Linked DNA regions of Mus musculus: regions 1, 2, 3, 4, 5 and 6 are each linked to region 7. A link is a contact called in public promoter capture Hi-C data. All regions are on one chromosome and are shown on one strand. Each heading gives the region's core, a stretch centred on a gene start, on an enhancer-like site or on the middle of the called end of the contact. The rest is flanking DNA. Distances are from core to core; before and after follow the strand shown. Region 1 holds the start of Mettl23 (methyltransferase like 23). Region 2 holds the start of Snhg20 (small nucleolar RNA host gene 20). Region 3 holds the start of Tepsin (TEPSIN, adaptor related protein complex 4 accessory protein). Region 4 holds the start of Slc38a10 (solute carrier family 38, member 10). Region 5 holds the start of Baiap2 (brain-specific angiogenesis inhibitor 1-associated protein 2). Region 6 holds the start of Rptoros (regulatory associated protein of MTOR, complex 1, opposite strand). Region 7 holds the start of Cant1 (calcium activated nucleotidase 1).

The links. Promoter capture Hi-C pulls out the DNA fragments that hold promoters and counts their contacts.
Region 1: a promoter capture Hi-C map of liver shows a contact between it and region 7, with 6 times the contacts expected there. The contact joins the promoter of Mettl23 here to the promoter of Cant1 in region 7. A contact is called at or near these places in 5 of 39 promoter capture datasets (cranial neural crest, hippocampal neurons, liver and 1 more), 2 of 484 Hi-C or Micro-C datasets (CD4 T cells and pre-B cells), 1 of 115 datasets of contacts at active chromatin or transcription factors (pancreatic cancer cells) and 2 of 9 other capture datasets (liver and pancreatic islet).
Region 2: a promoter capture Hi-C map of pre-B cells shows a contact between it and region 7, with 5 times the contacts expected there. The contact joins the promoter of Snhg20 here to the promoter of Cant1 in region 7. A contact is called at or near these places in 5 of 39 promoter capture datasets (hematopoietic stem and progenitor cells, hippocampal neurons, liver and 1 more) and 3 of 115 datasets of contacts at active chromatin or transcription factors (double positive thymocytes, pancreatic cancer cells and stem cell-derived neural progenitor cells).
Region 3: a promoter capture Hi-C map of pre-B cells shows a contact between it and region 7, with 5 times the contacts expected there. The contact joins the promoter of Tepsin here to the promoter of Cant1 in region 7. A contact is called at or near these places in 1 of 39 promoter capture datasets (pre-B cells) and 1 of 115 datasets of contacts at active chromatin or transcription factors (pancreatic cancer cells).
Region 4: a contact with region 7 is called in a promoter capture Hi-C map of pre-B cells, with 2.5 times the contacts expected there. The contact joins the promoter of Slc38a10 here to the promoter of Cant1 in region 7. A contact is called at or near these places in 1 of 39 promoter capture datasets (pre-B cells) and 1 of 115 datasets of contacts at active chromatin or transcription factors (pancreatic cancer cells).
Region 5: a contact with region 7 is called in a promoter capture Hi-C map of pre-B cells, with 3 times the contacts expected there. The contact joins the promoter of Baiap2 here to the promoter of Cant1 in region 7. A contact is called at or near these places in 3 of 39 promoter capture datasets (liver, pre-B cells and stem cell-derived epiblast-like cells), 1 of 484 Hi-C or Micro-C datasets (B cells) and 2 of 115 datasets of contacts at active chromatin or transcription factors (astrocytes and pancreatic cancer cells).
Region 6: a contact with region 7 is called in a promoter capture Hi-C map of stem cell-derived epiblast-like cells, with 2.1 times the contacts expected there. The contact joins the promoter of Rptoros here to the promoter of Cant1 in region 7. A contact is called at or near these places in 2 of 39 promoter capture datasets (hippocampal neurons and stem cell-derived epiblast-like cells).

What each region holds. Positions count from the first base shown.
Region 1 is chr11:116,842,002-116,844,966 of GRCm38.p6, reverse strand. It overlaps Mettl23 (methyltransferase like 23), which reads right to left and starts at 1,452. Exons shown (of 5, transcript NM_028865.3): 1 at 1,193-1,452. The coding sequence starts at 1,360. It overlaps Jmjd6 (jumonji domain containing 6), which reads left to right and starts at 1,518. Exons shown (of 6, transcript NM_033398.3): 1 at 1,518-1,902; 2 at 2,247-2,635. The coding sequence starts at 1,774.
Region 2 is chr11:117,075,027-117,078,044 of GRCm38.p6, reverse strand. Snhg20 (small nucleolar RNA host gene 20) reads right to left here and starts at 1,262. Exons shown (of 2, transcript NR_027059.1): 1 at 843-1,262. Mir6516 (microRNA 6516) reads right to left here and starts at 697; the gene lies at 588-697.
Region 3 is chr11:120,097,292-120,100,066 of GRCm38.p6, reverse strand. It overlaps Tepsin (TEPSIN, adaptor related protein complex 4 accessory protein), which reads left to right and starts at 1,336. Exons shown (of 13, transcript NM_183137.2): 1 at 1,336-1,441; 2 at 2,486-2,558. The coding sequence starts at 1,394. It overlaps Ndufaf8 (NADH:ubiquinone oxidoreductase complex assembly factor 8), which reads right to left and starts at 1,133. Exons shown (of 3, transcript NM_001110242.1): 1 at 1,002-1,133; 2 at 809-919. The coding sequence starts at 1,085.
Region 4 is chr11:120,149,950-120,152,649 of GRCm38.p6, reverse strand. Slc38a10 (solute carrier family 38, member 10) reads left to right here and starts at 1,299. Exons shown (of 17, transcript NM_024249.5): 1 at 1,299-1,670. The coding sequence starts at 1,572. Gm11769 (a long non-coding RNA gene) reads right to left here and starts at 2,243. Exons shown (of 3, transcript XR_389232.4): 1 at 1,936-2,243; 2 at 1,252-1,812; 3 at 1-871.
Region 5 is chr11:119,941,293-119,944,361 of GRCm38.p6, reverse strand. It overlaps Baiap2 (brain-specific angiogenesis inhibitor 1-associated protein 2), which reads right to left and starts at 1,270. Exons shown (of 14, transcript NM_130862.4): 1 at 1,114-1,270. The coding sequence starts at 1,167. Gm11767 (a long non-coding RNA gene) reads left to right here and starts at 1,268. Exons shown (of 5, transcript XR_001780400.2): 1 at 1,268-1,780.
Region 6 is chr11:119,832,770-119,835,899 of GRCm38.p6, reverse strand. Rptoros (regulatory associated protein of MTOR, complex 1, opposite strand) reads left to right here and starts at 1,535. Exons shown (of 3, transcript NR_045313.1): 1 at 1,535-1,610. The region is part of intron 13 of Rptor (regulatory associated protein of MTOR, complex 1); the gene reads right to left.
Region 7 is chr11:118,417,737-118,420,436 of GRCm38.p6, reverse strand. It overlaps Cant1 (calcium activated nucleotidase 1), which reads left to right and starts at 1,319. Exons shown (of 5, transcript NM_001025617.2): 1 at 1,319-1,507.

The DNA of each region.
Region 1 (2,965 bases), core at 203-2,702, 1.6 Mb after region 7:
AACTCCAGATGTTACCAAATCATTCATATGGCTATTAAGACACTCAAGTGCAGTATTCTGACTTATGAAGTCTGTACCCCATGCCTTCTTGTCCTTTTCCTAGTTGTCTATTAATGCCCAAACTTAAAAAGATCCAGGTTATTAGTATCTTCCAACTCTGCTTCACGCTTATTTGTCCTGAAATATTTCTCTGTAGTACACAGCCAAGAATCTCTTCTCTAATGTTAGAGGCTGCTGGGAGGGCGGAGGAATACACCTTTAATCCCAACACTCCAAAGGCAGAGGCACGGTGAACCCTGAGTCCAGACTGGTTCACAGAATGTGTTCCACAATAACCAGGGATACATAGAGAGACCCTGTCTCAAAACAAAATCTCTGCTTCACTTGTGTAGAAGTCTGGGAAAAAAAACAAACAAACGAGGACTGCTACAGGTGGCAGCATTGTATAGCAGAAGGCTATACCTTCTGCTCCCCTTACTATTGCCAGGGACACCTACCTACCTATGGTCCAGCTGCCTACATTACAACACGAAAATCCTTTGTAAAACCCGACTACCTGGGAAGAGTTAGTCAGTTTTAGAGTAGCTATGAGCTCGGAGGGAACAAGCCAGTGCCGATGTATAAAATTTTATTGGGGTGTTGGAGACAGGAATCCCTGGTCCCAAAATTTAAACAGCAAAGATTACGGGGTTTGGGATAAACTCAAAAGCACAACTATCATCTATCGTGTATGGATCTTGGATTCGAGCCCCGGCACTGTTTAAGCCAGCATGGTGGCGCACACTCCTAACCCTAAGAAGCGGGAAACGGGGGTTCAAATTCAAAGCCTGCCTGAGCTCAGAAATAAAACAGAGAGTTAGGGCTACCACTCAGTGGCGGAGCACTTGCCTAACAGGCAGAGGTTCAATCAAGAGTACCCGGAGGTTTGGTGGGGAGGGGGGCAGGCCGTGTTAGATATACTGACAGATGCTTTCAAAAGAGTACAAAGTTAGCATCACAGGACAAGACAGCCACTTTCCTGGTGGAATTCAGTGAACTTCCTGGCACTGTCCCTAAATGTGTCACTGGAGCGCACTTAACCCCTCACCGGGCTTCACACCAGACCTGGTGCTAATGAACGAAGCCGAGAACTGAAGGACAACCCACTCCCGCTCCAAACAGGGGGCTCCCACGTGGGTGCCGCCGCACGCACCTGCGGGACGCGGACCTCCAGCACCGCCCGATTGCCTCCGGGAACTGGCTCCTCCCGGAACCGAAAGAGCTGGGTCCCGGCCATGAGGCCGGGCTCGCACGTAGGGGAGTCCAGGGACGCCGGGTCAGGAGGCGGTGCCCAAGGAGCGCGGGGCCGGACACTGTCCATGGCAAACACAGGAAGCCGGAGGCCGCAGCGGGCCCGGCCGGAAGGAGACCGCAGGGAAGCGACGCGCAGACGGAAGTGTTGCGTAGGCCAAAGCAGGGAGGGGCAGGGCGTCGGCGACGCGACCTTCCCAACATGGCGCCCAATTGGCGTGCATGAAGGCGGGTCTGGCAGGTCGCTGAGGCCAATGGCGGACCGCATGAGGCGGTGGGGCGGGGAGGAAGGCCGCTGTTCGCCCAACCCAAAGCTCCGGTGGCGGCTGAGGAGTGAATCTTCTGGAAGGCGACTTTAAAGGCGCCGGGCCGGAGCGAAGGGCGTCTCGGGGCCGCGCCAGCCAGGGAGGGAGGGCGCGTTTGGTGGCAGGAAACGCGAGCCGCGTCGGGGTCGGGGCGGAACCGGACGGCGAGCGGCTCACGATGAACCACAAGAGCAAGAAGCGCATCCGCGAGGCCAAGCGAAGTGCGCGGCCGGAGCTCAAGGACTCGCTCGACTGGACCCGGCACAACTACTACGAGAGCTACCCGCTGAACCCCGCGGCCGTGCCGGTGAGCGGGGCGCGGGACCCCACACGACGGCTGCCCGCCTTCCGAGGGCCGCTGGTCCCCCGATGGGGCCCCGCAGCCCGGCTGTCAAAACTCGCTCGGTCGTGGGAGCTTCGGGCCCCTCCCTCCCGTGAAGGGGTGGCTCCGGGTGCGACGTGCTCGCCCGCACGCACGTGGGCCTCCTTCCGTCCCTCCGGCCCCCTGGAGGAGCAGAGGCTCGCTCGTTCCTTGCTCGTGTGTGCCATTGCTCACGGGTGTCTTTGCTAATTGGCCCTGTGGGACACCTTTATCCGCCACTGGACTTGTTCCAGTGTCCTAACGGGACAGGTCTTTTGTTGTTCCCGCAGGATAACGTGGAGAGAGCTGATGCCTTACAGCTGTCGGTGAAAGAGTTCGTGGAGCGCTACGAGAGGCCTTACAAGCCCGTGGTTCTGCTCAATGCACAAGAGGGCTGGTCCGCACAGGAGAAATGGACTCTGGAGCGCCTCAAAAGGAAATACCGGAACCAGAAGTTCAAGTGCGGCGAGGATAATGACGGCTACTCGGTTAAGATGAAGATGAAGTACTACATCGAGTACATGGAGAGCACCCGCGATGACAGTCCCCTTTACATCTTCGATAGCAGCTATGGCGAACACCCCAAAAGAAGGAAACTTTTGGAAGACTACAAGGTGCCCAAGTTTTTCACAGATGATCTTTTCCAATACGCGGGGGAGAAACGCAGACCCCCTTACAGGTAAATTATTTCACGTTAAGTTTTCAAAAACCATGGACAGTGACAGGCAGTGGTATTTTTGTAAGGCCAGCCTGGGCTACAGAATGAGTTCCAGGACAGCAAGGGCTACACAAAGAAACCCTGTCTCTGGATAAACACACACAAATCCGCAAGCCTGTTAGCAGAACTCTGTCTAACCTTGTAAAAGCAATGAAAGTCTTCCCTACACATTGACCTGTTTATAGTCCTACTTCGGAAGAAGGATTCCATGGGGGTGGGGGGGTGGGGAGGCATCTGGATTCCTCCAGGGCATTTTTTTTTTTTTAAATAAAACTTCATGCATGTATATGT
Region 2 (3,018 bases), core at 13-2,512, 1.3 Mb after region 7:
GAACGATTTCTGTTTGTTTGGGTTGTACTGGTGTCTTGTCCAGTGACGTCTGGAGTCACAACTGTATGCATCTTTGTTTAAGCTCCACGTGGGTGGGACAGACACCCAGGAGTAGAAGACTTCCTAGCATGCATATAGCCTTGAGCTTTATCCGTACATCCCATAAACCACGTGTGCTCGAGGATGCCGGTCATCCAGGCGGCTACCAGAGGCAGAGGAAGGAGGATTAGAAGTTCAAAGGCTGCCCTCAGCTACTTAATGAGTAAAGGCCAGCCTGGGCTAAGTGAGACCCTATCTCAGAGCGGGGTGGTGCAGTTGCTGGAGAGATGGCTCAGCATTGAAGCTGAACACTTGTTGCCCTCTTAAAGGACCTGGGTTCAGTTCCCAGCATCCACACCGGGGCTGACAATACTCTATAATGCCACTTCTGGGAAATCTGGTACCCTCTTGTGACCCCTTGGGGGCACCAGGCAAACATCCACACTCTAAAATAAAATAAAATAATGAATACGTCTTTTTTCTCTTTTTTATCTAAAGTGAGGGGCTTGAGTAATGGTCAAATATTTGCTTTTGGAGGACTGTGCTCAGTCCCCACAGCTTCAGCAGGGCTCCTGTTTGCAGTATCATACATGACCACCAAACTGCTGCTAGGATGTCCACACCTGTTACTGCAAATTCTAACCCCAGGGAAGAGGTTCCTCCTCCTCTGGGATTTTACTTTAGGTCAAGGTCGGGCTGTCTGGTACGGGGCTGCACCCACCTCGGGCGGGTACAGCCACACAGGAGCCTTTTCCCAGACCGTCGGCCTCAGGTCACCGTCCCACCCCCAAGGATTGACATACCTGGGCCAACCAAGCTCAAGTCACTGGAAACGCTCCTCGGGAGGAAGGAGCTTGTGCGTGCTTCCGTCTAGTCGTTGGGGGATGTGGTTCATTTCCTGGGTGGGGAAATAAAAAGACAATTTAATACAATTCTGTGTAAGCGGACGAACCCGTGCGGCGCCTGCAACACAGAAGCAGCCAGTGCCCCGCCGATGGCGGCCCGGGCCTAGGGCCTTCCTACAACTCCAGCCCATCCCGCGATCGCGTGCCGGCCCGGGGTCAGCCTCCTCCCATGGGAGTCCCGGGAGAGGTTTCTGAATCCCACGATCGCCTTCGGGAGGCTCCACGGCGCCCCCGAGCCACGCTGCGCAGGATGCATCCCCTCTGCACGGAGCACGCGAGTTCTCCTCCCCGGCGGAACCAGCTCTGCAAATGCACTTCCGGCCGGAACTGAAGATTTACCATCGAGACGGCCGCTAGAAGGTCGCTCTGGCCTTCGGGTCATCCAGGTCGGCCTTAAAGGGGCCGCGTTCTAGACGCGGTTAGAGCGGCCAGAGTTCCACGCGGCGGTGGGACCTCGTCTACAGGGGCGCAAGCGGGAGGGACTCCCTACTCTTGGGCGGCAGGAGCTAGCCTAGCCACTGACCCTTTATCAATCACGCAGCCCTGTGCAGACCAAAAAGTTGACTTTCCCGAGCCCAGTCAGCCCTGTTGTGGCAAAGGCAGTTGAAACCCAGCTGGTTCTGTTGCAAACCTGTGTGTGACCTTCCATCACAGTATAAACCCATAGGTGGTATCAACTGATACCCGTTGACGTCAGCACCCTCTTGATCCAAAGGCTTCCCAAAATCGCACCTCTGACCTGACCGCCGCAGGACTGTATCTAGAATCATGCCTTCAGCAGAGACCTCCCGAGGAACATGACACCGTGGTCCAGCAAAGGGTTAGTTAGATCTGTGATGTGGCATCTCTGGGCTAAGACCTCCAACCTCCAAAGTGGCATCCAAGTCCTGCATGCAGGTCCAGGTTTCAATCATCCCAAGGTATCCCAGGGGCCAATGGGAAATCCCACGAAAAAAAATTGATCAATAATGCCAGGGCCAAGTCGGTGCTATGTAGTAATTTCCTCCGAAACATCTCACCCGGAGGGAAGCTTGAGAAAGTGCGATCCGGATAGTCCTTAAGACTCTAAGACTCGGAAAATAAGTGACAAGTCTCAAAAAATTCCTAAAGCTTACCAGATTCACAAGGCCCCGCCCTCCTTAATGAGGAGAGACCCTCCGAACTTGTGGAATTAGCCCCAAATCATGCAGAGAGCTCCAGTTTCCAGCTCTCCTGAGCTGTCACTCATGCTGGGCTAGGCTCTTAGTAATGTGAGTGTCTTTGGGCTATCCGTGCTCCTGTGAGTAACCCCAGAAAACTGGCCACTTCATGGGGGCGGGAGGGGCATTTGGTGTCATTGTTACTTTGGTCTGTCATTTAGTAAACAAGGTGGTCTCATCTCCCTAGGGAAAGTGTCACACAGCCATTACCCCTACAGCTGTGGCTCCTTCTAACTGGAATCAAGATCATCTTCAGGTCAGCTAGAGGCGCGGGGAAAGGCAAGGAGAGGGTGCACTCTGTATTTTCAGTAAATGAAGAAAATGACACACGAACCTCATTGAGATGAATGAAGGGTTTTTGCATGTTTCACTGTAATGTGAATCCAACCACTGAATACAGACTCCCCCTTTGAAGGCTATTTTATTTATTTATTGAGATGAGTCTTGTGGATGTAAAAACACAACTGTGGGAAGCCACATGTGCCGTTGCAGAGTGACACTGACTACTGCTGGCCACCACCCATAAGTTTGGACAAACAACCAATGTGTACATATGCAGTAAAGTTTTTTGCAAAGACACTGCCTGGCCTGGGCATGATAATGAGGCTTTGAGAGTATAACCACTCAGATGTGAGACATGCAAATGAGGTATGATAATGAGGCTCTGTGAGGTACAGAGAGAGAATAGCCAATCAGATGAGGAACATGCAAATGAGGCGTAGTGCATAACCAATCCGGGTGTGAGACACGCCTCTCCTAGGCCTATATAAGCAGCACCAGTTCTGGGCTTGGGGTCTCTTCGCCTCTGCAATCAAGCTCTCCCAATAAATGTGTGCAGAAGGATCCTGTTGCAGCGTCGTTCTTGCTGGTCGAGT
Region 3 (2,775 bases), core at 87-2,586, 1.7 Mb before region 7:
ACTGAGATGCTAGTGTGTCTCGGGGGGTCCCAGCCTGGGCTCACCTACAGAGGACGCCTGGCCCCTGTGACTGAGAGTTTCTGTTATGAGATGGGCAGGGATGGAGGGGGAACCACAGGGGGGTGCCTTTATCTGGTCCAGGCAAAGCAGCAGATGGAGTCACACAATTCTGGTCAGCCACAGAGAGGGTGGCAGGGACAGCAGAAACTCTGAGCATTAGGAGTGTGTTTAGGGTTTCAATGACAGCTGCTGGCCACCAACCACAAGAGTAAAGGCTTGTGTCAAGTTAGAAGGAACAAGAAAAGCGCAACACCTGACGACTGAACAGCCTCTGCCGGGAAACCAAAGGCTGTATGTAGGTGAGGCTGGGCTGTAGTCAACTCAAACACTGCTCCTCATTCCCGCCGAGGCTACTGTGGACCTGCTTCTGATGCAGTGTGTCTGTCACCCTGGGTTCTTAACCACCGACCCTAGCTCTAGTGGAGGGGTCATGGGCAAAAAGGCCAGGATCAAGAACCCAAGCGGCTCTCAGCATCGCTTCCGTGCTGCAGGGAGAACCTGCTGCGGACCTTGCACTTTACTCCTCGGGGACAGGGTGCGTCAGGGGTGCGTGCCTAGCAGGACACTGCCCTGGCATCTAGCAGGAATTGCTGGGAGAAACCAAGTGGAGCTGGGGTCGGTCTCATCGGGTTGCCCATCGGCAAGACGCCAACAGCTAACTGGAGGCCCTGTCCCCTTGTCACTGGAGTTGCTTGGCGGAAAAGAGGACGCCAGACAGAGATGACGTAGCAGGGACACGCCCACCTACCGCGGCGGCGAAGCAGCTCCGCAGGGCCTCGAACTCGCGAACGCAGAGGTCCTTACTCAGGCGGCCTCCTGGGGCGGTGGACGCCTGCACGCACTTGCCATAAGCCGAGGCCTGAGGGAAGACGGGACAGTACAGGGACCTGACCCGAGTCGCCACCCATCCCGCTTCCGCTTCCGCTCCGTTCGCTCCGTACCTCAGCTCCACAGGCCGCCAGATGCTCGGGGAAGGCTCGGAAACGGCTCCGCACACGCCCCCACACCGCTCCGTTCACAGACATGAGCGGTCCTTTTAGGCTCTCGAGGGCGCCGCCATCTTGGGCCCTGCCTCTTCCGGAGTCGAACGCGTGAACATCCGGACTCTCCGCCTATCCTATTTTCTGGTTGGTCAGAGTCACAGTCCTGTGCTTCTGTAATTGGTCGCCGTTCTTGTCCGTCTCTTGCTGAGACTTTGGATTGGCTGAGACGCAGATGTTCCCGCCTTCGTGCCCGCCCCTTGCGAGCGATTGGTCGGGGGAGCGAGAGGAGCGCGACGATTGGAGGATCGAAGCCTGGCGGAAGCGGGGCAGTTTGGGAGGTTACCTGGACCATGGCAGCTGTGCCGCCCCTGCGGGACCGCTTGAGCTTCTTGCATAGGGTGAGTGAAACTCGCCGGGTGTGCTGACCTCCGGCGCCCGGGAACCTCGCTAGATTAGCGGGGACAGACACTGTCCAGCAGCTGCCGAGAATGAGTGTGCCTGCCGTGATAGCAGAAGGTTAACCCCAAGGGCGGCGGGCGATCTCCAGCGGGGCCCATCGGCTCTCCCCAGGCTTCATTTCAGAAGATCCTGGAAGCTCGTACATCTCTGGGGGACAGGGGGCATCTGGAAGGCCATAGCCACGGGGTGGCGAGAGCGGAGCCTGCTGCCAGCTGTTGACTGCAATAAATTGATTGCCTTGAGCTTTCTGACTGGATCTTGAGGGCACTGAGTGGCCCCAGGGACCCTTCTTAGGCTTTTAAGAGTCCCTGCTACAAGAGATCAGATCACTCAAGTCTGGGACAAGATCTGAAGTACTGAACTGTGCAGCTCCCTCCCTACAGATCCCCTTGAAGGCACTGTAGACAAATAGCACGGTGAAGACATACTTGTCTTAAATGTTCCTAAACCTCGCCCTCTCATCCAGATACTGATGGATGAGATGAGGTGTTCCCAGATTTCAACCAAGTAAACACCATAGGCTTGCAGGGACACGCAAGGAAGTAAGTAAGCAAGCACAACCAAGCTGATTCATGACTCAATAAGATGGAAGTTTGCTATCTTCAAGGAACCTTAAAGTCCCCAAGCTGAGCGGTTCTCACTCTTTGGGTCTGTACCCAGTAGTCTCACCCATCCAATGCACAGAAAGCCCTGAGATTCTTTCTGTTGCTGTTACTTAGTGTAGGAGGCAGGGGCTGAACCTCATCTTGACCTCGTTAGAGAACCTTTGTTGATTTTCCTCTTTCCCGGGTCACTCCTCCATGCCAGAGCAGAGCCTGTTTGCAGCTCTGCTTTGTGGCCCTTAGGGTGACTGTGGCCCTGCCCAGACTCTCTCCTGGGCAGTTTTAGCCCCAGTCAGCATGAGGCTTGCTTCCATTCCCTTCAGTGGCTGGGACCTACCCTGTCTAAGATGGCAGCTCACCATGGCCCTCATTCCCCTACAGCTCCCCATCCTGTTGAAGGGGACCTCAGATGATAGCATCCCATGTCCAGGCTACCTGTTTGAAGAGATCGCCAGTATCCTTCTGCACTGTTCCCATTGGTGGGTTTAGTGTTTAGTACGGAGGGGATCCTGACATAGCAGGAAGGGATACTGCATCAGGGTGGGGTTTTCTGCTATTCCAGGAGCACTGACAACTTCTTTTTTTGGATTTTCGAGACAGGGTTTCTCTGTGTAGCCCTGGCTGTCCTGGAACTCACTTTGTAGACCAGGCTGGCCTCGAACTCAGAAATC
Region 4 (2,700 bases), core at 50-2,549, 1.7 Mb before region 7:
CAGAAGAGGGCATTGGATCCCATTATGATGTGGTTGCTGGGAACTGAACTCAGGACTTCTGGAAGAGCAGTCAGTGCTCTTAACCACTGAGCCATCTCTCCAACCCTATTCTGGCTTTGTATTCAATTACTCCTTTTTTTTTTTTTTTGTTCGAGACAGGGTTTCTCCACGTAGCCATGGCTGTCCTGGAACTCACTTATGTAGACCAGGCTGTCCTCAAACTCAAGAGAGCTGCTTGTCTCTGCCTCCTGAACGCTGGGATTAATGGCTCATGCCACCAATTGCTCTTTCTAGCTTTTCCTTTCTCTCTCTCTCTCTCTCTCTCTCTCTCTCTCTCTCTCTCTCTCTCTCTCTCTCATCTCTAGAAGCTGCTCTGCCTGATGCTGGAAGAATTTGTCCCTTGTCTGAGATCTTGCATGGGCCTCAAATTGTTTTCTAGGAGAGCCTCTTTAGGCAGCTTGAAGTTCCTCCTTGCATGCACAGCTCTGGCCTCCTGGAATCATTGTGGGGTCTTTCTTGGACCTCAGGTCCCTAGGCCTTCATTCACCACAGACACCACCATAAAGAACACTGCCAGGTGCCAGTAATCCACTTAGGTGTTGGAGCGTTCTCTTTTCTCTAGTCTCTTTAATGTCCATTACTCCAGGAAGAATTCTCATTAGTCCTTCCAGTACAGAAGCCACCATCTCTTGAAATCCTAGATTTCCCTAGTCTCTCCTTTTTACCTTTCCTCTGGTTTTCTTTCATATTAGGGCAGTAGACCATTTTCACCCACTTAGCGTATCAAACAGACACATCTCCATGCTCCCTCCTCCAGGCTGTTGTGACTTTGCTGAGTCTCTGAACCTCCCGGTGTCCCGATGATTTTTATCTGTAAAACGTTAAGTGCTAATTTTGTCCCAATAAGTTGGCATTCAGTCTAGACAGGTCCTCCAATTGTGACCCAAAATCCTTCCTGTGCGCAAGGACCTGAAAATTAACCCTCAAGAGCCCACTCCTCACCTGAAAGGTAGTCCTTCTCTTTCTCTCCTGTTGTTCCACTAGAGGTTGTACCCAGCAAATGACTCTTCTACCAGCGGCCACAGTCACTAGTCTAAGCCTGGAACCCCTAACCCAGATTGTAGCCCCGCCCTGATTCAGACCCCGCCCCACGTCCCGCCGTCCCTCCCCCCACATACTTCTTATTGGCCAGAGTTACGCCTAGCTCCGCCTCTGGGCCCACCCAAACCACGCCTCCTCGGGCATACACACCTACTTCTAGTTGGCTGGCGTCCCGCCTCATCCCGCCCTTTGATACCGTCACTTCCTGGTAGAGTAGGCTCCGAAGGCGGAAGTTTGGGTGCCGGAGGCAGCGAAGCGGAGCTGAGGTGTTGCTAGCGTTGCCTGCGGCGCTTCCGGGTTCCCGCTTCACTCTGGGGAGGCGGAGGCGGGAACCTGGAACCATGGCTATGAGGCTGCTGCGGAGCCTGGCAGGGTCTGGAGGCTGACCTCGCGACGCCTGTCCGCGGCCCCCCCTGCTTCAGGTTTAGGGTTATCTAGGGTCGCTCTGTCCTGGTCCCTAGACCCTCAAAATGACGGCCGCCTCCACCTCCAAGTGGGGGCTGATCACGAACGTGGTGAACAGCATCGTGGGCGTCAGCGTGCTCACCATGCCTTTCTGCTTCAAGCAGGTGAGTCGAGGGCGCGGGGGCATCAGGTTGAAGTGCTCGTTTGGTGGGAAGGGGGTGTGAGCACCGCGGGTCGGGAAGAGACCCAAGCAACGTCCCCGAAGCGAGTCGCGGTCCGGATCTGCGCGCTCAGCGGTTGCTCACACTGTACGGAAAGGCACAGAGAAGGATACGTTAGCGGATTGATAGTGGTTTTGTTGGTCCTGTTTTTGACTCTGACCGACTGCATGGCACGGAAGCATGCCGGTCCTCGGCTTCGGCTACTCACCTTTACTCAAGGCGATTTAAAGCATTCGTTTGGTCTGATCTGTATCATGTGTCACCGCAGTTGGAAAAGCCGGCATACAAAAAAGTTTGGTGTTATTTCTGTGTTGAATGCCACATGAAAAGATGGTCATTTCTACGTGGCTTTGTTGTGTCTGCCAGTGAGTTGCGGAAGCAGATGGAAACGTCAAATTGGGTAATGACTCTCTTAACAAAGGGAGTGGCGGGGTTCCCCGTCGCTCATCCATGCCACGCGGGCTGCTGTCCTGTTCTATTGAAACAGTGGGTTATCAAGGCAGAGACCACTCCTCCTATCTGATGACTCCCAGGAGATGAGGTGGAAGATTAATCCGGGATAGACATTTGGAAGTGAAAATGGGTTGTTGATAATTTAATAGTAGACTAACAACTACTTCGTGTGTTTTGTCGTTCACATCCCAGGCTAAAAATAGAAAACAAGTTTTTTTAATCAATGAGTTTTTGATCCTCAACAACCTATCCTGATTGAGACTGTATCTAGGGTTCCCGGGTAGGGTATTTGATATGGTTAATAGATGTAGACAGGAGGACAGAGCTAGATCCTCTGGGGTGACATCTGTGTTGTGAACCCCAGTGTTGAGTTGTTGGGGGATGGTTTTGGGTGTCTTTGGAGTGCCTACGTGTCCCAGTGTCCATGGAAACTGTCTGTCAGCAGAATTGCATCCTGGGACTTGAGTGTTGGCTGGTTTCGAATCTCCAAGTGAACTCTGTCATCCTTGCTGCCTGTCTG
Region 5 (3,069 bases), core at 21-2,520, 1.5 Mb before region 7:
GCAACAGAGCAAGCACAGCTATGAGGGTTTCACAGGCCATTGCCTAGAAAGGCACAACCATGGTTGGTTCATACAATCAGAAACTGTTGCTCTCGAGCAGAGCACAATCCCATTTAGCCATGAACCAGCAACTCCATGTGAAAACCTAGTGGCTGGTGGAAAGCCTTTCACTCACCCTTAAGACAGTTTTGAAATAAAGCACAGCTTTGTAAAGAGGACTGCCATGCACAGGGCAGGGCAGGAATTTCTCTCTTGAAAAAAAAAATGTCACTGAGAACTGCAGCGGACCTGATGCCATCAGGGAGCCCCAGGCTGTGCTGTTGAGGGTAAGGGGCCAGGGCTGTGAGAACCCATGGTGAAGAAATAGGAAATGGCCCGTCCATCTGTACCCAAAGCATGGACATAACATGACACCAGGGGGCTTGCACAAGGCTCTGCAGTTCTTCCATGAGAAACTGTCATTTCACAGATTAGTATGTGAATGCGAGACTCTTAACACATATCAGAAGCAAAAGCAGGCGCGTCAGCCTCCTACACAATTAGTCTTCTCCCTCTGCGGTTACATAAGATGATGGATTATCTGTCCACCCATCCAACCTGTCCGAGCTCGACCTCCCACTTTGGGCCACGTCCATTAACACTCGTAAAGGAGTTGTGGAAAGGGAAAGCCTGTTGAAGAGAAAGTGCCCAGAGGCTGGCATAACAGCACCTAGAAGAGCCCCACGGTGCCACCGCGCCAAGCAAGCGCAGGGCGACCGCCCGCAGCAGCCTGCAACCTCCACGCCGCCCCCGCTCCTTGTTCCCCTCACTCTGGGATGCAGCGGACCAGGCCAGATCGCAGAGCAGCCCAGGCCCTGAACATCTCGGTCCCTCCGGACGCCAGGACAGACAGGCGTACTGAGGGAGCGCGCGGGGGCTGAGCGGCGCCGTCGGGGTGGGGGCGTCCACTCGTGCTCGGGGACGGCGCGGGCCGCGGCGGGCGTAAGGACCCTGGGCGGGCGCGGCCACCTGTGACCAACGGAAGATCGGTCCACCACACCCGCAGTCCGGGAGCCGGTGCCCTGCTCGGGCCTGAAGACCTAGGGGCGACTCGGAGCCGCGCTGGAAACTCACCTTGTAGACATTTTCCGTGAGCCGGTGCATCTCCTCCGAGCGTGAAAGCGACATGGTCCTGGGTCCCGGCTACACCACAGACCAGAGCAGGGGCACGGGTGGCGGTGAGGAAAGCGACAACTGCAGCAACAGGAAAAGGCGCGCAGACCAGGACCACAGAGCGCGGCGCCCGGCGGCCGCTGCTTTTATAGCCGCTGAAGGCCCCACCCCACAAAAACCCCGCCTCCGGGCCCCGCCCCCGCCGCGCCCGGATCACCGCCCCCGGCTGTCCGCCCCCGCCCAGCCTAGCCGCTGCTAGGCAACCGCCAGGCCCGCTCCTGCGCCGTCTTTTCTATTGGTAGATTTCGGAGGCGGGGGCGAAGGGCGGAGCTAGAGGAGGGACTCGGAGGCCGGCTCCGAGCGGCAATTGGTCGGCCGCTGGGAGGCGGAGGCGCGGCGCGCTGAGGCCCTGGAGCTGCCTGAGGGGGTCGGAGCGACAGCCGGGCTGGGGGCGGAAAGCGGGGGCGGGGTGGCGCAGGAAGAGCTAGCGCGGGGTGTGGGCGGTGCGGGTGGCACCGGCGCGAGCGCGCGTGGAGGCGGCACTCGGGAGGCAGCGATCCGAGCTGCAGGCCCTCAAGGGTCCCTCAGGAGTGCGCGACAGGGGCCGGTGGCTCCCGCGCTATTGCAGGTGAGTCGGCGAGGCGTGCGTCGACCCTGGACGGTCTTCCGGAAGGGAGGAAACCCGGAGCCGGAGTAGGTGGAGACGGAGGAAGGTGCTGAACTCTAGCGGGAGAACCCTGAGCCCTGGAGGCAGGATCGGGACAGGGTGGGCCCTGGGGCGGGTGCTTGTGGTGGACTGGTGCTGAACGGAGGGTGGCGGCCGACAGTTGGGTCTAGAATTCCGGGAAGAGGACCCAAGAGAGGAGCGAGGGAGACGTGGAGCGAGTTCCATGGGGTGGTTCGGAAGGGAATTGGGGCGGGGGCGGGAGTTGGGTGGATAGCTCCGGGGGAGGAGCCTCTCAGCACAGCTTGGAATTGCCCAGTAGCTGATGGTTTAAGGAAGGGTAAGGCTTGGCTGAGAAAACTGACCAGGTTGGCACACGGGGTTCCAACGCGGTTCCCTTTGAAGAAATATTTACATCAATTAGACGAACAGAGAGGAATTATTTGCTTTACATTGTAAAACACCAGAGCTGAATGTTTCCTTTTAATTAAACATAACACTCCAGCATCCATTTCCTGGACAGCTGGTTACACCACTCCAACAACCCAGAGGACACAAATCCAAGGCGCGGCTGTCAAGCCTCAGCAGGGGACTCAGACGGCCCCTATTCACTTTGCTACATGTGTAAGGAGAAGGAATTCAGCCCACTGTCCTCTGTTTCCTTGTCGTCTATGTACATCTCTGTGTACATCTCTGTGTATCTGTCTTTTCTTGGGTTCTTCTTGTGACAGAAAGCCAGCTTAAACTAACTGGCTGTCAAATAAGGACTTGTCAATTACTGTTCACTGCGACTGGTTGGTTACAGCTGCCCCTTCATCTCACTTTCTAGTCCATTTAGACCAGCATGGTATGGTGCCTACTCAAGCACACACTGATCCCCTCACTGATCAGAAAGCCAACAAGGAGCTGTGCACTGGGGTAGAAGCAACTCCTCCATGCTTGCCCCAGGCCAAGGCCATGGAGGAGAACTAGAGGTGGAGGCTGGCAGCAAACACTTGGGGTCTGTCTGAAAAAGGGCAGAGAAGCTCCCCCAAGAAAAGTTCCCATGGCTTGGACCACTCCCCCTTCCACAACATCCCAAGACTCTTTCCTGGGCCTGCCTACCCATAGTCACCCCATTTCTGTGCTACATGGGTGGCAGACTCAGGTCTGTCCATGTCCCAGGCAGGAGGCTGGCCAGCTGCAGCAGAAACCCACAGTGGGAAGAGGGTGTCAGGACAGTGTCTCAAACCTGCCTGCAGCTCAGAGCTCTG
Region 6 (3,130 bases), core at 286-2,785, 1.4 Mb before region 7:
TCAAGCTGCAGGCTTGTCCAAGAAGCACCTTTGCCCACTGAGCCATCTCACCAGCCTTCAAAATTATTCCCAGCTGGTGTTCAGAGGTGACGACTGCATCCTTTTGAGAAGGACATTCAAAATGTCCTTCTCTTCCTTCACCGGTTTGACAGTCCAGCTTGCTGTCCCCAGTCCACATGCCACCTCTGGACCCCAGTGGCTTTGTTTGCTGCTACTCAGCCTCTTCCATGGAGAGGAGCACCCGAGTCTCCCAGGCTCTGCCTTACAGTCAGGCCGGTCAGAAAAGCTCTTCTTTCTGTATAGACTGACAGACGGGGATTGGCCATTTGTATTTCTTTCCCTCTTGGCTACACTCACAGGACAAACCCTCCATGTCACAAGTGGTTATGATCTCTGAGGTAGCATACATGACCACATAGTGACAGTGATGTATGCTGCTCATGATGTGTATCTGCACTGGGGAGAAATGTCGCCATGTAGATACACTTGTAGCCACTGCTGAAAACACCTTCACATGGTATTCTATCTTACCAGACAGTGAGACAGTACCCAGAACCCATTTACACAGTACATAGCTTTGCTGACTGGCTTACACAAAACAAAGGTTTCTGCAAACACATATCCCTAACATGTCCCTTCCCTTCACTGGTTTTCTGCAGACTATAACCTATACTTGAGTCATAAGAGACCCTCAAAGCATCAAATTATATGAATGAGGTGGCAGGGAGAGAGGAAGAGAAAACATTTATAAGTTTTTCCTGTGAGCATGTTCCTGACTCCTGCTCATCAGATGTGGCTCTCAGTGACCGGGAGGAAGACTCTGCCCAGTCAGAGCTAGGAGACCCCCCCCCCCCCATCTGAAAGACTGTTTCTAGGAACATGGCTTCCTCACAGAGAAGGGAGACTAGAAAAACTTAGAAGTATAAAACTAAATTCATCCCAAACACAGAGACTTAGAACAGCCTGATAGTTTGAATGGAAAATGTCCTTCAGAGGTTCATGCATTTGAACACGTGGTCCCTGGCTCATGGTGCTCTTAGGGGAGGTCATAAAGCTTCAGAAAGTAGAGCCTTGAAGCGGGAGAAGTATGTTGTTGGGGTGGGTTTTGATATTATAGCCTTGCCCATTTCTGGTTTGCTGTCAGTGATCTGTGTTTATGGCAGCTGTGATCTGAGCCTCTGCTCTGCCTCCTTTGCCTCCTCTGCCTCCCACTCCTCTGTTGTCTTACTCTGGAACTGTGAGCCAAAATAAACTTTGTCACTGCTGGTCCCAGTATGTAACCACGGCAACAGAAGAGTAACGAATACAACGTCTAAGTACATAATGAAAACAAAGCAACGGATACAAAGTCTAAGTACACAAAGAAAACAAACAACCCCCATACCCACATCTGGGTCCGGAACAGAACAGGTGAAGGAACAAAGCAGTGTTTGCAGTAATCGCTGGGGCTGGGAGTCATGACTTTGAAGGAAGAAGCACGCTAACACAAACGGCAAAGCACGTGTGAGAAGGGGGCTCATCTGTCTTCCACCCCAAGCCTCTCACTACCGCAACCCAAGTGCAGGTGTGCAGAGCCAAGGGGCCTCCTCATGCTGCCATGGACATCAGAGGTACAGAGGGTTGAGGGAGAAAGGGGGAGGGTTGATTTGGAGGAGCTGAAGCCCCTCCCAGGGAGAGTGGACAGAGAAACCCTGTGGTGCACCAGAATGGTGCAGCTGGTTAAGGTAAGGCACCAACCGGCACAGGAACACAGGTCTCACTGTGTCCACTGAGGTGCCTCAGACACAGGAAACTGGGGCGGGCTCCACTGTCACCTCAGATTTCTGTAAACCTAGAGCTATCCCCCAAAGCAAAGCTTAGCAGGCAGGAAGCACGGGTATCTAGATAGAGGCAGTCTGCATTCCTCCTAGAGCAGCCCCACGGTGGGCCAGCAGAACAGGGAGGATGCTCAACAATGCCTGACCCATAGAGAAGAGGCCGACATTGAACTCTCTTCCAACTGAGCTTTGTGTACGTGAAGAGGCAAAATGCGGAGCAAGAGAGGTTAGGCTGAGTACCTGATCAAATTTATTCAGAGAAGAATCTGTTTGCGGAGGAACCAGACACTGGGAAGCTGCAAAGGATACACAGGTTGTAGGGGCCGAAGAAAAAAATCCCACCTCCTTCCCTGTTGTCTTTGTCCATGGAAGCTCTTCCTGTGGTATGCCTGTTTGTATGCCTGACTTTGGATTATCCCATCAATACCAATTCAGAGTGTTTTCCCACATTCCTTGACATTGTGCCCTTGATGTTCCCCAGTGGTGCTATAAATAAAACTTTATTAACTGTAATTTGGAAGGTCTGCCTGAATTGCACATTAATTCTGTCTATGAAAAAAACCCTCAATTAGCTGGAACCCAGCTTACACCAGTCCTTAATTAACTGCCTCCCTCCCTTATTCTTGTTAATTAGCAGAGAGACAGATGATAACAACAACTTGGGAAACTTATTAAAACCAAGCAAGCATGTCCTTTCTCACACTTGGATCTTAGCTTCAAGTTTCTGGGGTTGTGTGTTTAATTTGGAGTGTCAGGAAACTAGAAAGAACCCACAAGATGGGGGAGTGAACAAGCCCTTAGTGGGGCAAAGGGATAAAGACCACATATTATATAATAGCACAGAATACTAACCTACTCTTACCTTGATCTAACATTGGCTTCTGGCCTCTGTATACATGTGCACCCTGCCCCGAAATATTGTTAACAAAAAGGACATTTTCTTCCATAACCACAAATCCATTCTCTGGGAATTCTCAGGGACAGTACTATGCTCAGATTCAACTACATGTCACAGCCTCTGGCTTTGGTCTAGGTTCAGTTCCAGGGCAGTGTTAGGTCACCTCGCAGCATCAGTCTTAATGAAGAATAGCAAGCCCACTTTCTGATTGAAAATCAAGGTGGAAACAGAACAGGTCACTGTCAATATCCACACCATTGTCTATAAGATGCCAAGACATGGCACAGACTTACAGCTCAGACCCCAAAACCCAGGCACATGCGTGTTGTGAGGCTACCACCATCGAGGGTGAATCTAGCTCCTGCATGTTCGTGTCCTTTGTAAATCCTGCCCCTTCCTTGCCTGCCCCAATAGT
Region 7 (2,700 bases), core at 70-2,569:
AAGGGGTACTAGAGCTTCCTGGGACTCACTGGGGCTCAGTGGCCAGCCAGGCTAGCCTACTCAGCCAGTTCCAGGCCATCCAGAAACCGAGGTTGTCCTCTGGCCTCTAGGGGAACGCAAGTGCACCTGTGAATATATAAACCCACACAGATGCGTGTTCTCTCTCTCTCTCTCTCTCTCTCTCTCTCTCTCTCTCTCTCTCTCTCTCTCTGTGTGTGTGTGTATGTGTGTGTGTGTGTGTGCGCGCGCGCGCGCGCGCGCCCCTGGAACACCGACTCTGCCATCTCTCATAAAGGTTAAGCTGGGCAGAACTGAGCAATGTATTATTTAGAGTTGCACAGCTATGTGTTGTCTGCAAAGGAAGGCTTGAGAAAGATGAGCACAGTATTCGGGACCATGCCTCCCGTTGCAGGTGTAAGGAGAGGAGCTGGGAATTGGAAGGAATACCTAGAGTGCTTTAAAAATCCTACGAGCAATCTGCTATTCCGAGTGGAGAAGCTGTAACAAATAGAAGGTGGCTGATTGGGACTTGGTTTGGTCTGACACGAACATCAGAGAATTCAAGAAAGATGGCCTGCCAACCCAAGCACAGAAGAGGGAACCCAGCACATTTCTATTTTTCACATGTAATTTAGTATATATTCTAACGTTAGTTAGTGTATGTCCCAGAGGACAAAAAGGGGTGGAAGAAAGGGTTGTTTTTCACCGTGTTGGGTTACATATTTTGAATTCGTCCCAACTGTGCATCGGTTACTTCCCAGAAGGCTTTTGGGAGACTCAGGGATGAGGCTGAAGTCAGGAGGCAGGGCTGACTCTCTCCATGGTTGATGAGGGCCTCTTAAAGTCCTTACATGCCACCACTGTCTAGGACTGAGCCGGTATCACACAGCACAGAGCTCAGGGCAAGGCAGGCTGGGAAAAGATGAACCGGGGTCCTCCGTTTGTAAGGGCTATTGACTACAGTCGGCGGCGGGAACACACCACCATCCTCTGGTCCTGCTGTGGAATCTGGTCAGCATTGGCTATGACCAGCTGGAACTGCTCAGAAGAGGGTCTGAGGACTAGGGCGGCAGAGAGGAGTCCTAACTTCTAAACTTCCTGAGACGAAGGTCGGGGGGACCAGGCAAAGAACCCTGAAGCTTAACTGGGGAACGACAGACAACTCCTTTGCTGGATTTCCGCGCCTCAATTACAAGCTCAAGCGAAAAACTACGATTCCCAGCAGCCCGGCGCTCAGTGCGCAGGCGCAGAGCAGAGACTGGGTGGGCGAGTAGAGGAAGACACATAGAGCAAAGGCTGCCGGGAAGACGTGGCTGTAGGCAACCGAGAGTGCGGCGCAGGAAGACACTTAGAGCAGAGGCTGCCGGGAGCGCGCGGCCAGAGTGAGGCGCAGGCGCAGAACAGAGACTGCCGGGAGCGCGCGGCGGGGCGGAAGTGGCCGCCTGCCCTGTCCGGCCCTACGCAGGTAGGCGGCAGCCCGCAGGCTCCGGAGCCAGGCCCTCAGTGGGTGAGTGACGGTGCGCCCGCGGCCGGGTGCCCTCCCTCGCTGTGTTCTGGGGCCTGTTGCCACCCGCATCCGTCCGGCCCGGCCCCAGGCACCTCAAACTCCCCCCCGCAGCTAGGCTGTGACGGGTGCCGGACAGACAGACGTCTTTCCCCCTCTGGCTTGTGTGGGAGACCTCCCCTTTCTGATGAGGGTGCCGTGCTGAAGTAGTGCGAAACTTCTTCCTCTTCTGACTAGCATGCTTCAAATGCCCCTAGCGACAGTACCTTCCCTCCCTCCCTGCCTGGCCTGGGCACGGGCTCTCCAGTTTGGCACTTGATCACCTCTCTAACAGACCCACCTACGCACCCCATCCTCACCTGTAACCGCCCACTTCCTTGCTCCTGTCCTGGCTCTTCTTGCTGTCATCTAAGATTGGACCTTCCCCCTAGGCAGCATAGTGCACTATCCTTTTTTACTACCCGACTACCGACACCCCCTGCTTCTTCTGCACACCCCCTAGTCCCTTTCTGCACATACAACCCTAATCTCGGCTAGACTCTCCCAGCCTCGAAGTCGGGCATCACCTGGTCCATCCTTACAGAGCTTCCTGCCCCTAGCACCTGTGACATTCATACGCCTCCAGTAAACCCAAGCACCTTTCTGCAGTCACTCGGGAGTGCCTCAGTAACCAGCTTCATTTCCCAGTTCCATCTCAGGTCTATATACTGGACAAAGCTTAGACCTGGGAACCTGGTCTCACGGTGTCAGTGGGGCCTGACTGACTAGATCTTACAAGCTCCCAAGACTGTCCTGCATGTACTGCAGACCCTGCCTTGGGAACTCCTTCTCCCTGCCCCTCTGGGGCTTGTCTGAGGACCATCCTTCTGGACTGGGCTACAGGCCCTCCTTTGAGCTGCTCCCTAGACCTCGGCCTAGCAGTCTTGCTGGAACCCGTGAGCACAGCCTACTTCCTTCTGGATAAGACAAGGGATCTCTGTCACATAGAGCCCAGAGCGTCTTTGCTTGGCTAGAGACAGAATTCTGTGTGCTTTCTTGCTTTCTTTGTTCCATTTGACCTGTTATAAAAAAGTAAATGCTTCTTGCAACTGAATGGACCATGTACTGTGACCATATTGTCCCTCAGTCCCCTTTACCACGTAATATGCACCAGTGTGTCCAGGAATGCATGACATCCTCTGCCTGCTGAGCAGCGG